Linked DNA regions of Mus musculus: all the other regions are linked to region 3. Evidence: chromatin contacts called from public HiChIP or PLAC-seq data. All regions are on one chromosome and are shown on one strand. Each heading gives the region's core, a stretch centred on a gene start, on an enhancer-like site or on the middle of the called end of the contact. The rest is flanking DNA. Distances are from core to core; before and after follow the strand shown.

What was found. HiChIP or PLAC-seq counts read pairs in DNA pulled down with a chosen protein or histone mark.
Region 1: an H3K27ac HiChIP or PLAC-seq map of regulatory T cells shows a contact between it and region 3, with 5 times the contacts expected there. The contact joins two enhancer-like sites. A contact is called at or near these places in 1 of 39 promoter capture datasets (hippocampal neurons), 3 of 15 datasets of contacts at CTCF or cohesin (CD8 T cells, large pre-B cells and pro-B cells), 41 of 484 Hi-C or Micro-C datasets (the AML12 cell line, the AtT-20 cell line, B cells and 31 more), 16 of 115 datasets of contacts at active chromatin or transcription factors (CD8 T cells, Th17 cells, bone marrow-derived dendritic cells and 11 more) and 1 of 9 other capture datasets (embryonic stem cells).
Region 2: a RAD21 HiChIP or PLAC-seq map of pro-B cells shows a contact between it and region 3, with 5 times the contacts expected there. The contact joins two enhancer-like sites. A contact is called at or near these places in 2 of 15 datasets of contacts at CTCF or cohesin (large pre-B cells and pro-B cells), 10 of 484 Hi-C or Micro-C datasets (CD8 T cells, the G1E-ER4 cell line, Th2 cells and 6 more) and 8 of 115 datasets of contacts at active chromatin or transcription factors (the 230-238 cell line, differentiating embryonic stem cells, embryonic stem cells and 4 more).

Annotation. Positions count from the first base shown.
Region 1 is chr8:34,683,420-34,688,089 of GRCm38.p6, reverse strand. No RefSeq gene overlaps it. Among named protein-coding and RNA genes, the nearest start is that of Gm46069, 4.2 kb to the left of the region's middle. Within about 2 kb of position 1,754, at least 8 of the 459 cell types and tissues checked have an H3K27ac peak or open chromatin away from gene starts, as enhancers often do. A contact at or near this core is called in regulatory T cells, where this site is marked.
Region 2 is chr8:34,729,619-34,733,819 of GRCm38.p6, reverse strand. No RefSeq gene overlaps it. Among named protein-coding and RNA genes, the nearest start is that of Gm46069, 42 kb to the right of the region's middle. Within about 2 kb of position 1,964, at least 45 of the 459 cell types and tissues checked have an H3K27ac peak or open chromatin away from gene starts, as enhancers often do. A contact at or near this core is called in CD8 T cells, pro-B cells and regulatory T cells, where this site is marked.
Region 3 is chr8:34,483,848-34,488,227 of GRCm38.p6, reverse strand. It overlaps Gm46038 (a long non-coding RNA gene), which reads right to left. Exons shown (of 3, transcript XR_001778545.1): 3 at 123-749. Among named protein-coding and RNA genes, the nearest start is that of Gm40489, 2.9 kb to the left of the region's middle. Within about 2 kb of position 2,752, at least 20 of the 459 cell types and tissues checked have an H3K27ac peak or open chromatin away from gene starts, as enhancers often do. A contact at or near this core is called in CD8 T cells, pro-B cells and regulatory T cells, where this site is marked.

The sequences.
Region 1 (4,670 bases), core at 505-3,004, 200 kb before region 3:
TCCGCCTGCCTCTGCCTCCTGAGTGCTGGGTTTAAAGGTTTCAAATGAAGCCATCTGTAGGCAGCACCACCCAGGTGACAGGTTCATGGTTCACGACGGTACCTCAGAATTAAATGCACTCTTAGACTCCTGGGAGACAAGAGATGCTCCAGGCAAGGTGGTAGAAGGTAGGTGTGCCTAGATTAGGGAGTATCAGCAACCACTGACAGGGTTGGTTCACAGGTTTACGCGATACTCCATGGAGATGCTCAGTCATGCTTACTACAGGATAAGGAGAAAATGGGCACACTTTGTAGGCAAATAGAGTGAGGATGCTCATGTTGGTTGAATCTGATTGACCTGGTAAGGGCAAGGGAAGTGTTTGAACAATGATTGGCAGACAGTAATGTTTTCATCTTAGCTTTGGCCCAGGAAGCTAAATGGACAGCCCAGCTCTATAAATATAGTAGGTATGTGCTGTCCGAGAATATACCAGGAATGCTTAAGAATCGCATCACTGGAGTGTGCATGACCCTCCATGCTTACAGTCAAATCTTGATCATAGGATTGGATGCTTTCCTGCGTCCCAAATTGTGTATCTCAAATGTTTGCTTTGACCTTTAAAACAAGGTCCTGTGTAGCCCAGGTTGGCCTCAAAATCCTCTTGCCTGTTCATTCAAGGGTGGGGATTCAAGGTACGAGTCAGCTAGCTATCTCACAGTTTGAGCAACCCAGCAGAAGGACATCAAAAGTCCTTTAGGGGCTGGAGAGATGGCTCAGCAGTTAAGGGATCTGATGCCTTCTGGTGGGTCTAAGGACAGCTACAGTGTACTCATATAAATAAAATAAATAAATCTTTTTTTTAAAGTCCTGTAGAATTGACTCTGGGGAGCCCAGAGTTTAGACTTAGTTGCAAGAAGATGCTGTGGTCCATTTTGCAGATTGCTGCCATTGAAACGCTGTCTGGAGTTCCCATAAAGAAAGACCATATGAGCCACGTATAGGGTATAGATCAGTTTATTGCTATGGACAAGGTTTCTGCACTCCTCAAAGAATCTGTGAAAGTAGGCTTAAAACTCAGTGATGGGTCAGGCATGAGATCAAACACGTGCTTAACTTGTTGGATGCTAGGACCCATCCCCTGTACTACAAAATGAAAATAAACCCTCAGGGCTTTTCCAAGACTGGTGACAGGGGTGCTGATGAGTTTCTGTAGGTGGGGGGTGGAGGGGCAGATGCAGGATACATTTGAGATATTACTGTTACAGTTCGAAATAGTAACATCTGAGACCTGATTTGTTTTAAAGGATCAAGCCTGGATTAAAATGAGAGTGAATCTGGTGTAGCCAGAGAGCAGGCGAACCAAGGAAACAATACACTGCTCCCCACAACAGTGGCCAGAGAGAGGTAGGGCTGGATTAAGGTAGACCTGCTAAACCCAGCACTTTCCTCTTCAATGCCACTCGCTTGTTGTTCGCCATCTGTCACCTCACAACGCCCACACACTATGGTTAAAACAATTTCCAATTGCGATCCCCTAAAATAAAGCTTAATATATTCACATCTGGCGGTTTTCCTGCCCCAGTTTATGCTTAGCGTTGGCCTTCATTTTAGCAAACTATTCCGTGATTGCTTTGTGTTGCTTTGGAAGTGTTTCTGGATGGGGGATTTGTGGCTCTGTTTGATTGCATTGTGATTGCGTTCGCAAGTGACAGAGCAGAAAGGAAATCTGAAGTCTGTTTTTATCTCATGTCTGTGTGGGTACCAGCTCTGGTAGCAGATCAAGAATCAGCTGAGCAAGGTTTAGAAGTACAGGTTTCTGAGACCTAGGGAACAGAAGACCCAGGAGGGAGTAGGGCGTTTAGTTGAAGAATTAGATCATCCCAGGAGGTCAGTGCACTGGCCCAGGCTGCCTGTGGACATGGATGTTAGGCAGGCTGAGCAAGAAGGATCTTTGCAGCCCAGGGGTTTCAGATCAGTCTGGGCGGTGTCGAGAAGGGTCATCCTTTTGGGATGTGTAGCCCGGACTGCTAACAGTGGTTATCGTTTACAAGTCCCGTCAGAAACCTTCAATGCAACTGGTGAAGAGTCCCCTCCATTTGGGCTGGCCTCTGAGCGGTTTACTCTGAGGATTTAGAATGCTGAAACGTCTGAGTTTCCTAACCATGAATCATGGAAAAATGGCTTCAGCAATACCAGGGTTTGGTAGAACACAGGCTTTGGAGTAGAGATGAGTTTTGACCTGGCTCTACTACCCTGCTTTCTTGGCTGTGATGTCTTCATTTCCACAACTGTCACATGGACATGTAATTCTTTCAGGATTGCCCTTTTTGGAGCTCTAAGTCATACCTCCAACATCCCAGTTGCTAAGCTGCTAATGAGTGATGTTCTTTCCTTCTTGGCATAGGGAAGATCTTCCACGTAGTTGGGTGCTTCAGAGCTCGTAAAGGTCTTATACCCCTACTAGTTCTGTTTTGAGGTACTATTTGTTTGCTCCCCCTAACCCCTGTCTTTCTTTTTTTGCCCAATTTTCCCACTGATTCCTCCCCCAAGCCTTTAAAGTTGGGACCAAGAGAGTTTTACCCTTGGGAACAGTACCAAGTGCCACAGTCTTTTCAAGCAAAAAGTATAAAATACCTTCAGTTTAACCAAAGTGAGCTTCTTTGAAAAAACTGTATCCTCCGCTCTGCATGCCGAGGCATCATTAGACCACCCGCTGTCTCTCCTCTCCCCTGCTCTTAAGGATGCTTTCCGCCCTTACCCATGTGCTTCTACAGGGGAGCCAGCAGCTCTCTCTTCATCTGGCCTTGGCTCTGCTCCACCATTCCTTCTAATTGCTCTCCTGAACCCAGGGCTTTCTCCAGCACACCTGTAAAGACAGCGGTTCACCTTTCAAACCCTCACACTGGAGGTGTTGCGCACCTGGGCACCTAGGGAACTGGGAAGGCTGAGAGGCTCAAGGAGACCTGTTCTTTTTCTTTGACAGACAGTATGTAGCTTCCTTTGGGGAAGAAGAAACCTTCTCCACTGGCAATTAGCATTTTCCCATTTCCGTTGAATTTACATTCCTGAAGTGTAACGTTAGGCCATTTCTTTCCATTTTATTCAGGAGAAGCTGCTACCTGGTATTAGTCAAGTATCTCAGCGCCCCACAGTGATTTGTGTATTACTTATAACACAGCCGTTTTGACAGATGGCAGTTTTCGATGATGAGAGGAGTTGACCAGATGGGGAAGGGTAGGAGGGGAGTGGGTGGGTGTCTGGGGTAAAAGAACCTTCCCATGAGAACACTTTGGATGAAAAAAAATTAAAAATGTACTTGAACGAACAAGAAGAAAGACAGGGCATGAATAATTGGGGGCTTTTCCTGATGGCTGCGTGACCAGTGGTTTGGGCTGCTGTGACTGAGAACAGGAGTGTTTAAGTATTAGGGAAGGAGGGAAGGACATTAGGAAAATGCATTTTAGGAAAAGGAAGACTTGAAGCTGTTTGGGCTGGAATGCCACAGAGCAAAGGGAACGGTGTGGTTTGCAGTGAGGAAGCACTCGGGAAACCCACGATGCAGGAGCCCTTTGCTGTCCCTGTCTACAGACATGGCTATGACATCCTAGAGTGAGGGTCTAAAGGCAAAGTCTCAGCAGTGGGTGATGGCCAGATAACATGAGGAAACAGGACTTACAGGTTCCATCCCGGCTCTGGGCCCTGGCTACCTCACAGAGGGTCATGCCCATGTGCTGCTTTGTTTCTTGTCACCTTGACAGACGCTTGGGTCATCTGGGAAGAGGGAACCTCAGCTGGAAAAAAAATGTATCTATCAGATTGGCCTGTGGGGCATTTTCTTGATTGATGGTTGATGTGGGAGGGCCCAGCCCTGGGCACCACCCCCAGGCAGATGTTTCTGGGTAAATCCTTTCCTCCTCAAGTTGTTTATAGTTATAGTCTTTTTCACATCAGTAGAAAACTGAATTAGAACAGGATGCAACCCCCCCCCTCTTGCTTTTGTTGTCTTTTTAAGACAGGGTTTCTCTGTGTAGCCCTGGCTATCCTGGAACTCCTTCTGTTGACCAGGCTGGCTTCACACTCAGAGATCCACCTGCCTCTGTCTCTCACTGACTGCTGGGATTAAAGGTGTGCACCACCACTGCCTGGCGCAAGCTTTCTTGAAAGGTGGCCAGGAGGATGAAATGAGAGGAGACAGAGTGGGTGCCTAAGACTCCATAGATTTCAGTCACTGTGCACAGATATACTGCTATCCCCTCAAACTATTTTGTGGATGCCTCTTGTGTACTATTACAACCTAGCAGGCCCAAGACTTCACGTCTACTTAATGTGTATACATATATATGTGTGTGTGTGTTTGTATGTATTGTGTATATATGCATGTATATGTATATATAACATATATATATATATATATATATATATATATAAAGCTTATATATAACACATATAAACACAGATATAAGCATATATATATGTACATATTAAGCATACACACACACACATATATATATATATATATATATATATATATATATATATATATATATATACACATATGCTTATAACACACACACACACACACACACACACTTTCTTTTTCCTCTGTCGGGGAGAAATGGTGTGTTTACTGGTACACACAAGAACTTTGCCTCCTGAGCTGGCAGGGCTGTAAAGAGCTCTGTTGAACA
Region 2 (4,201 bases), core at 715-3,214, 250 kb before region 3:
ACAGCAGCAAGAGAGTGTATCCAAATATCAAGCATGATCGTATACACGAGGGGTGTTCAGCCTCACCAACCCTTTCAGACATCAGGAACAGGCTGGGGGTTCTCTCCATTGGCCTGGGTAGTTTTGTGAGCACACTTACACGGTGGCAATTTATCAAGTTTTGTATTCGTAATTTGTGCCGTTCCTCTGTATTTCTATACTTCAACAAACATACTGTCTAGAAGTCCATTCGTCACTTGAGCTAACTTCATGTGGACTCGAGGGATGGATGGAAAGACTGAAGATGAATGTGCTTCATAAAGTCAGAGAGCCTGGAGCAACCCAGCCAGGTGTCACTGCCCAGCTTGGGAGACAACTGGAGATGCTAGGAGTCTCATTTCTTTTTCTGGCTTCCTTTGTGACAATATGCAGCAGCGTGGTAGAAATCCCTATTCTCGGGAGAGTCTTATCCCTTCTGGAGCCCACAGGAAGCTTGCCTGGAATCTCATCCGGCCTCCGGTTCTAACAGCTTTAATCTCCGGGCAGAGCAACACCAGGGGTATACTTTGTTCAGGGAGCATCAGGTGGGTTTCATTTTTAACAGGTTTGTTGATCTTGGCCCTAGCTCTCCAGTGTGGGTAGTGCTGGCTCTAGCCTCCTTAAGCATTGGACATGATTGAAAATCTAACCATACCTGGGGATTCCCCTAAGCGGGGAAGGCACTTTGGTATTTTCACAACAAAATTCTGCCTACTGATTGAGGGGTGGGGGTGGGGAAAGGGCACTGTGGTAGACCCCAGGGAGTTAAAACAACAGGGTTAGCATAATTGGTTTCTGGGCTCTTTGGGAAACACAATTGGGATTACCTATTAAATTCCCTGTATAACTTTTAAGAAGTCTTTTGGATTGTAAATGAAGCAGTTATCAATCTAGTTAGGCAACACAATAACAGGCTTTGGAAGTAAGACTCGGGACAAAGGATGTCATCAAAATGCAAATGGTTTCCCCTGGGTGTGTCCTTATGAAAGGTTTTCAGAAAGAGGGAAAATTGTTCTTTGAGGCTGTGGAAAACTGTCTTGATTATCAAGGCTGAGACAAAGAGGAGACAGGAAGGCTTAGCTGGTTTACTTGTTTTCAACTCACTTAGAAGGTTAGATGTTTAGTTAGTTACCCCTTAGGTAATTGTATTGGTCCCTGGAGGAGCTCATAGCTGGAGCCATCATCTCAGATCTTCTTATTTGAATGAACCCAATCTAAGTTTGAGCTCTGGTGATCCATGCCGGCTAACACAAAACAGGAAGATAAAGTCTGTGCTACCCAGATAATGTGTATTGGGCTGTAAAACCACTTCCTCTCCTCTTATATTTAAATTTATGATCTACCCCCCCCCCACACACACACACACAGAGAGCTAAAGAGGAATTTTGGGGCAGGGGGTAAAAATAAAACTTTGAAATTAATTAAAATAATGGAACAATAACCCCCCTTTCATCTTTCTTCAACGAACTTAGTCTCAGTATTTAATGCCCAAGAGGGTCACTTTAGAAGATGTACAAGGAGCCTGTTCTTAGCATCTTCAGATGCGACTGTAGTTGTGTTTTATAAACCGGCTGCATGAGGATGCTTGGCAGGCCCGACCAAGGTGTTCCCTGAACAACCAAACCATGCGAAGGGCCGAATATAAAAGGGAGTTTATTTGGGACCTGGAGAAGGGGAACAGAGAAGGACAGAAAGAGAGGAGAGAGGAAGAGGGGAAGATCGAGGACACGTGAGAAAAGAGAGAGATGGAGATTGCAGGGAGAGGGAGGAAAGGGGGAGGGGGAAAGGGGAAAGGAGGGAGGGAGAGAGAGAGGTGAGAGGAGAGAGAGAGGGAGAGGGAGAGGGAGAGAGAGGAAGAGAGGAAGAGGAAGAGAGGAAGAGGCTCTACCTGGCCATTGTTCGGTGACTGTTGGGCGGAGACTCCAGGAAATGCTAACGGTGCTAAGGTACTTGGAGGCGGTACATTATTACATTCTGGAGCAAGCTGACAGTTTCTCACACCGAGCCAAGTTGGTCACAGCAGGTTTGGTTTCAGAGAGTGTCAGACAGCGTGAACAGATGGACAGTCCCTTGAGACAAAGTGAGGGGCGTTCGAGTAGCTCAGAGACATGCGGCTCTTCAGGATGCCGATCCTGTATCAGCCCTTTCCTCTGCTTCAATCCCCCAGACACTGTTTAAAACTTGCTTGAGGAAGTCAGTTCATCTGGAACCCCGGTAGCAATCCTTCTAAGCTTAGTTGGAGTGCCAAAACTCTTCAAGAAAAAAAAATACATTTTTTGAAAACACAGAGTGGGTCATGAATTTGTAGCATTTGAGATCAGCACAGTGTTCTTATTCGGCTCTATACTGTTCTCTGAGTAGCAACTTTGCATGACAGCTTGGACTCTGACAAAGTCACTGATTAAAGGTATAAACACCCTTGGCAATAACAACCAGCCAAACATTCTTTACTCATCAAAAGCAAAACCAAAATGCATCAGAATCATGGAGAGCCTTTGGGGACAAAAGGGACTTGGTAAAGAACCCACACTGCTTTTTTTTTTTTTTCCTTATGGGTTAAGATTCAGACATGTCCCACCCACTTTACCTTTTGACATTTCATCTACAAAATTCACACTGAAGAACCAAAATAATTTGTCAGACCCAACCCCCTCACCCTGCCCCATAATGTTTTAAGTAAGTTTACAATATGACATGGGCTTCCTTCATCAATATCCTCCTGTGCAGACGTCTCATGGGAGCCAGGCAGAATGGAGTTGGTCTCTTCTGGTTTATGGTTTCGATCTGTGCAAATACACTTCTCTGCACCAATCCTTAGCTCTTCTGGGCATGGAGACCTAGTGAAGCATGGAAATTATAAAAAAGAAGACAAAAGCCGGACAGTGGAAGCACACACCTTTAATCCCAGCAGAGGAAGGCAGAGAGAGCCAAGAGGATCTCTGAGTTCGAGGCTATCCTGGTTCACAAAGTTCCAGGACAGCTAGGGCTACATAGAAAGATTCTGTCTTGAAAAACCAAAAATAAAGAAGAAAGAGGAGAAGATGAAGGAGGAGGAGAAGGAGAAGGAGGAGGAGGAGGAGGAAGAGGAAGAAGAGGAGGAGGAAGAAGAGGAGGAGGAGGAGGAGGAGGAGGAAGAGGCTCAACTGATTTATCATGATCGTATGTGCTTGGAATCTCAGCACCTAGAAGGAAGAGGCAAGGAGACTTTGAGTTAATCACTAACCTGGGTTACAACAACAACAACCAAAACAAAACAAACCACCTTGGTTCTGGTCTAATTCTATTACAAAATATTACGGAGAGATGGAATGAGCTCAAAGGGTTTGTTCACAAAAGTTTCAAGGAGAAGGGCAGGATGGGGGGCATTCTTTGTATGTGGCGGGAAGCGATCATGGGATTCAGCTTTCAAAAGTCACACTTATAGGCTGGTTGTAGTTCTGTGGAGAGCAGAGGCCTTACAGCCTTGGGTTCATTCGGTCCCTGCACCACCTCTTCCCATGCTGACAAATGGGATAGCGTTTGGGAAAAGGCTTTCCAGGCCGCAAACTATTATTGTATAAGTAATAGCACTGCTGACTTTTTTTAAATTATTATTTATTTAACTATAGCAGGAAGAGGGAAGACACGTGGAGACAGCTATACCTGTAGCTCTTCATGTATAATTCCTGGTTGATTCATGTGCTTTTGAAATGTATAAAAAGGACCTAAATAGATAATGTTTCTGAAATTTTTATCTATTTGAGTAGCTTAGTAGTTACTTTCATCTTAAAATAATGCCCTCTTTATTATTTTCTTTTGTAAATACATTCTAGGACCAGAGCTGTCTTTATGTACAGGTGAGTATGTAATATTGACTCTATAGAGTTTTGACTTTCTCAGCGAGTTTTTCTTGAGTGCTCAGCTTCCTCACTCCATCACTGCTAACTGTCTTCAGAATCCTGCCTCCGGTAACTGCTGTTACTCTGACAACCGAGTTATTGTTACTTCCCATTTAAAGCAATCTGGATGGCAACCATGGCAGAGGGGAGAGTCCCCCAATGTGTCTTCCACTTTCGGTTGCTTTTAGCTTATATTTGGGAAAGATCGCTGCGTTTAACTGTAACTCTGGGCAAGTTGGCTGAAGAGTATTTCTGTTATGTTTACATACTATGTAATTGTGTTTTCAGACAATCTGCTTCGTATT
Region 3 (4,380 bases), core at 1,503-4,002:
CCCCCGTGTGTGTGTGTGTGTGTGTGTGTGTGTGTGTGTGTGTGTGTGTGTCTTCAAGACAGGCTTTCTCTATGTAGCCCCGGCTGTCCTGGAACTTGCTCTGTAAATCAGGCTGAACTCCAACTGCCTGCCTCTGCCTCCGAAGTGCTGGGATCAAAGGTGTGTGCTGCCACGAACTGGGCTGAGCCTTGCTCCCTTAAGCTACCTCGTTGCTGCCTGATAGTCATCCTGTGTAATAGTCATTATGTGCGTGCATATCTCAGAAGATTTAAAGGCCCAGAGTACATGGATTTTAAGAGCCTGCATACATACAAACAAGCTTTGACTGAGAATCAGATGGTGAATTTGCAAGGTTTTCTCACACTAGGACTGGCTTCGAGGAGGCACAGTTTCTTGTCAAGATAGTAGGGCTTTGTTTCCAGAGAGCTAGGTATTCCCAACGTTAGCTAATGGCACTCCTCAAGACATGAGAGTCTACTGTTAGGGTCTTAAGTATTTATGTTTCTTATACCTGTACATTTCATATACATTCTCCAGAACTCAATACACAGAGGCAAGGTCCTTCTCTGGGGTCGTTCTTAAACTCTCCAGCAACTGAAAGAGCAGCCACGGTATCTTGTTTCGTCATAGTTGGGATTTCTCTTGCTATGTGTTGAATGTTTCATTCTTTGCCCTTTGTGTTCTCTCCTTTATGGCTCATTCCTTTTTCCCGTGTCGTTCCGCTGTCCATTGAGGTCTTGAAATGTTTCCTGTTGATTTTTAGTGATTGAGATGTTAGATAGTGAAGGAGTGTGTGTGTGTGTGTGTGTGTGTGTGTGTGTGTAAGCAATTGAGAGGTGCTCCCTGTTAAACAGCTATTCTGTTGTGGTTGGGGGTAGAGTGGGTTAAGCCAGGCGTTTTACTTCAGCCTTTCCAACAAAAAGGGAAAAGCGGGAATTGCAGCGCCGCTGAACAAAAATGATTTCCACACTCTCCTGGTTCAAATGAGTCTTTTTAGTGCCCTGCTCCCACCCCCTCCAAACACCAAGATGGGACCTTCTCTTTATGCACACAATTGTTCATCTCTAACAATGCACTTCTGCTGGGAAGGGACCCAGCGCTGGAACCTGAAGGGCTTCCACTAGGCTGGCACAAACCCCTTTGCCATCTGATTTAGAGAGGGTCCTCTCTTCTGTCTAGAAAGACATTGTTTTGCTTTGATTGAAAGGTTGATAGCAACCGCGGTATACATTCAGCGACTCGCTGTGATGTGGGTGGCACTCTCCATTGTCTCTACTGATTATACTGGCTGGTTCTGAATTGCGTTCCCACACTGAGGCGCCCCTATGGAAGACACGGACACTGAGCATGCCACAGACAGCGGTTCAGAAAGCTCCATTAGAGCCTCTCTCCGCTCTGCCTCCATTCACCCTCTGGGTGGTAACAGGAAAGGGCTTCAGCATTGAAGAGCACGAGGAAGGGAAATGAATGACCAGAAACTCAGATGGGAAAAGAGATGCTGACACAGGCCCGGGGAACAAGTGACCCTGCCCCAGCAGAGAAAAAGACTGGCAGTTTCAGGGCTTGTGGCTCTAGGGTGAAGCACGTGAGCACCCTTGGGTTGGGGCTCATCTCAACGTTTAGGGTTTGTTTTTTACTTCAGGAAACAAGCTTAGAGAGATTTCAAAACAACCTGCTTCAAATGCCTCGCAGTGTGTGGGTAAGAAGGGACTGGCCTTCATGTTCCCTCTCACAGCGTGCTACTTCTCAAATGTGTTATTTTTCCTTCACCGTTTTCTCCTCAGACCTTCTCCGTGGCTTGAAATGAAAACTCAACCTTTGGAGCCAGCAAGGCCTCTGTGGTCCACAGAAGGCTCTCGGTGCATATTGATCAATAAAGACCCTGTTCTGTGTCTCAAAACCAGAGAGCTTCAGGCCCTCTCCAAACCAGTCCTATATCAGCTGTACAATCTCAGGGAAATCCCTGACAGAGGTTCCTGACAGGGCTCTCGGGTTCCCTTTCTGTAAAATGGGGATGGGGATAATACCGCCGGGAGGAAGGGGGCGGTGACTGAGAATAAGGTAACGCTTATAGGATAGCTGGCGCCATGCTATTTTTAAGTCAGGCATGAGCTAATTCTTCAAGAAAGGGAAGTAAAGACATGGAGGAGTAACTTGGCCTTGAAGTGTTGAAATCTAGGATGTCTACAGTCTCTGGCAGGTGAGACAGTACCTCTTTCTGACTCCTCCATCATCACCTAGTCATGACGGTGCAAGTTTCAAAGGCCCGGTGAACATCATTCGCTTCAAATGCAGTATCTGAAGATGTTGGGGTTTTTTTTGTTTGTTTGTTTGTTTGTTTGTTTTGTTTTAATTATGGTAGGAACTAGAGAAGTGATTCACTGGATAGCATTTGCTCTATCAAACAAACCTAAAGCAGACTCGGTAGCACGCATCTGGAATCTCAGTGCTGCTGTGGTGGCATGGGTGGTGGAGACAGGAGAAATCTCTGGGAGCTCTAAGGCCAGCTAGCCTGCCAGCAGTCAGATACACATCGGTAGGCGAGGCTGACCTCTGATGTGAGCACGGGAGAGTGTGTGTGTGAGTGTGTGTGTGTGTGTGTGTGTGTGTGTGTGTGTGTGTGTGTGTGTGATATTTGAAAAGGAAGCTACATATGCAAGGATTGACTCTCTTCCCTCTTAGCCCTGTGAGCTGGACAATCTGTTTCACAGCCCAGCATTGCTTGCATAACAAAGGCTTGGGACCATTGACTGCCATCTTTCTGGGATTGATCCTAAAGAAGCTAGTCCCATGGTTGAATTGGATCGCACGACTCCAAATTGAATTTAAAACAAAATTTAGACAATACCTAGGGCTTCACGGTAGCACAACCCACAGGAGACACTGTCAACTGGTATGTCCACAGTAGTGAGTAAATGTGCTGCGATAGCCAAATGTTTTCTTCGCAGATGCTATAGCCTTCATGATCTATTTCCTTTCCAAAGCTCTGCTCAGTAGCAGCTATTTCTAAAGGGAAATCCATATTTCTATTGTTACCACTGCAGTATATAGTTCTAGTTAAACTGGAGTTTTTGACATTTAAGGAGAAGAGTGCCCCCTAGTGGAGGTAAATCCAATCCAGTGGTAGCCAGCAGGCCCCAGCGTTACAACCTATTAACTAGGACTCTCATTTGGGAGACTTCTATAATTCTCTTCCCAAAGACATGCATGGCTTAAGGGTCTATCACAAGATAGATGCTTTATTAGGAATAACAAAAAGAAGGTGGATGTTGTGTTTCCATGAAGGGTACCGACCATGTGGGGGAAAGGATTAAGAAAAAGATGGTGGTTGAGAATAGGCCTAGACAAAGTAAAATGGATCATGTCCTAGTTAGCTTGTCAACTTGACACAAGTGAGAGTTATTTGGGAAGAGGAACCTCATCTGGGAATACGCTCCCTTCAGCTTGCCTGTAGGCAAGTGTGCCGTGTATTCTCCTGATTCATGAATGATATGGGAAGGCCCAGCAGGTGGTCCTGGGTTGTATAAGAGCACAGGCTAAGCAAGCCATGAGACAGAAAGCCAGTAAGTGGCATTGCCCCCATGGCCTCAGTTCCTGCCTAAAGTTTCCTGCCCTGGGTTTTCTCAGGAATAGAGAGTAAAATGTAAGGTGCAGTTAACCTTTTCCTTCCCAAGTTGCCCTTGGGTGTGGTTTTTATCACAGCAATAGAAAGCAAGCCAGGCCAGGCGACAGGCAAGACCATACTTCTTCTTGCTTGCGCTTGATCTCAATCTCTCTCTCTCTCTCCCTCCCTTCTTCCCCCTCTCTGCCAGTGTGTGTGTGTGTGTGTGTGCTACATGTGTGCATGTGTGTGCAGAGGTCAACGGTCAACATCAGACGGCTTCTTCTATTGCTCTCTACTTTATCTTTTGAGACAGGGCTTTCCACAGAACCTGGGGTTCACTGCTTCAGCTGAGCTGACTGGCTAATAACCTCAAGAGATCCTCTCACCTCTCCACCAAGTGCTGTGGTCCTCAGACACTGCTGTGCACAGCGCCTACCTGGGCACAGAGGACCCAGGAGCAGGTACACATTCAGTGTCATTCTGGTTATTGTCTAATATTTGATTCTGAATGTGGGCAGAACCTTCTGTAGTGTAAGTTATATTCAAATTCAAGGTGCCAACAGTAAATCAACTTGCTTGCAAAATCCCTGGACACTTATCCATCCCCCCCTGCCCTTCTGTAGTACAAGGCTGCAATCTGTGCTTACAGGTTTGTTCTTCAAAGTTCTTTAGTAGCAGCACACGGTGCCCAGAGTTTGGGACACCTCAGCTTCCTTTGCCCTAGTATCCGACACTAAATAAGGCACAATTTCTGCCCCTAATAACTCATGACAAGT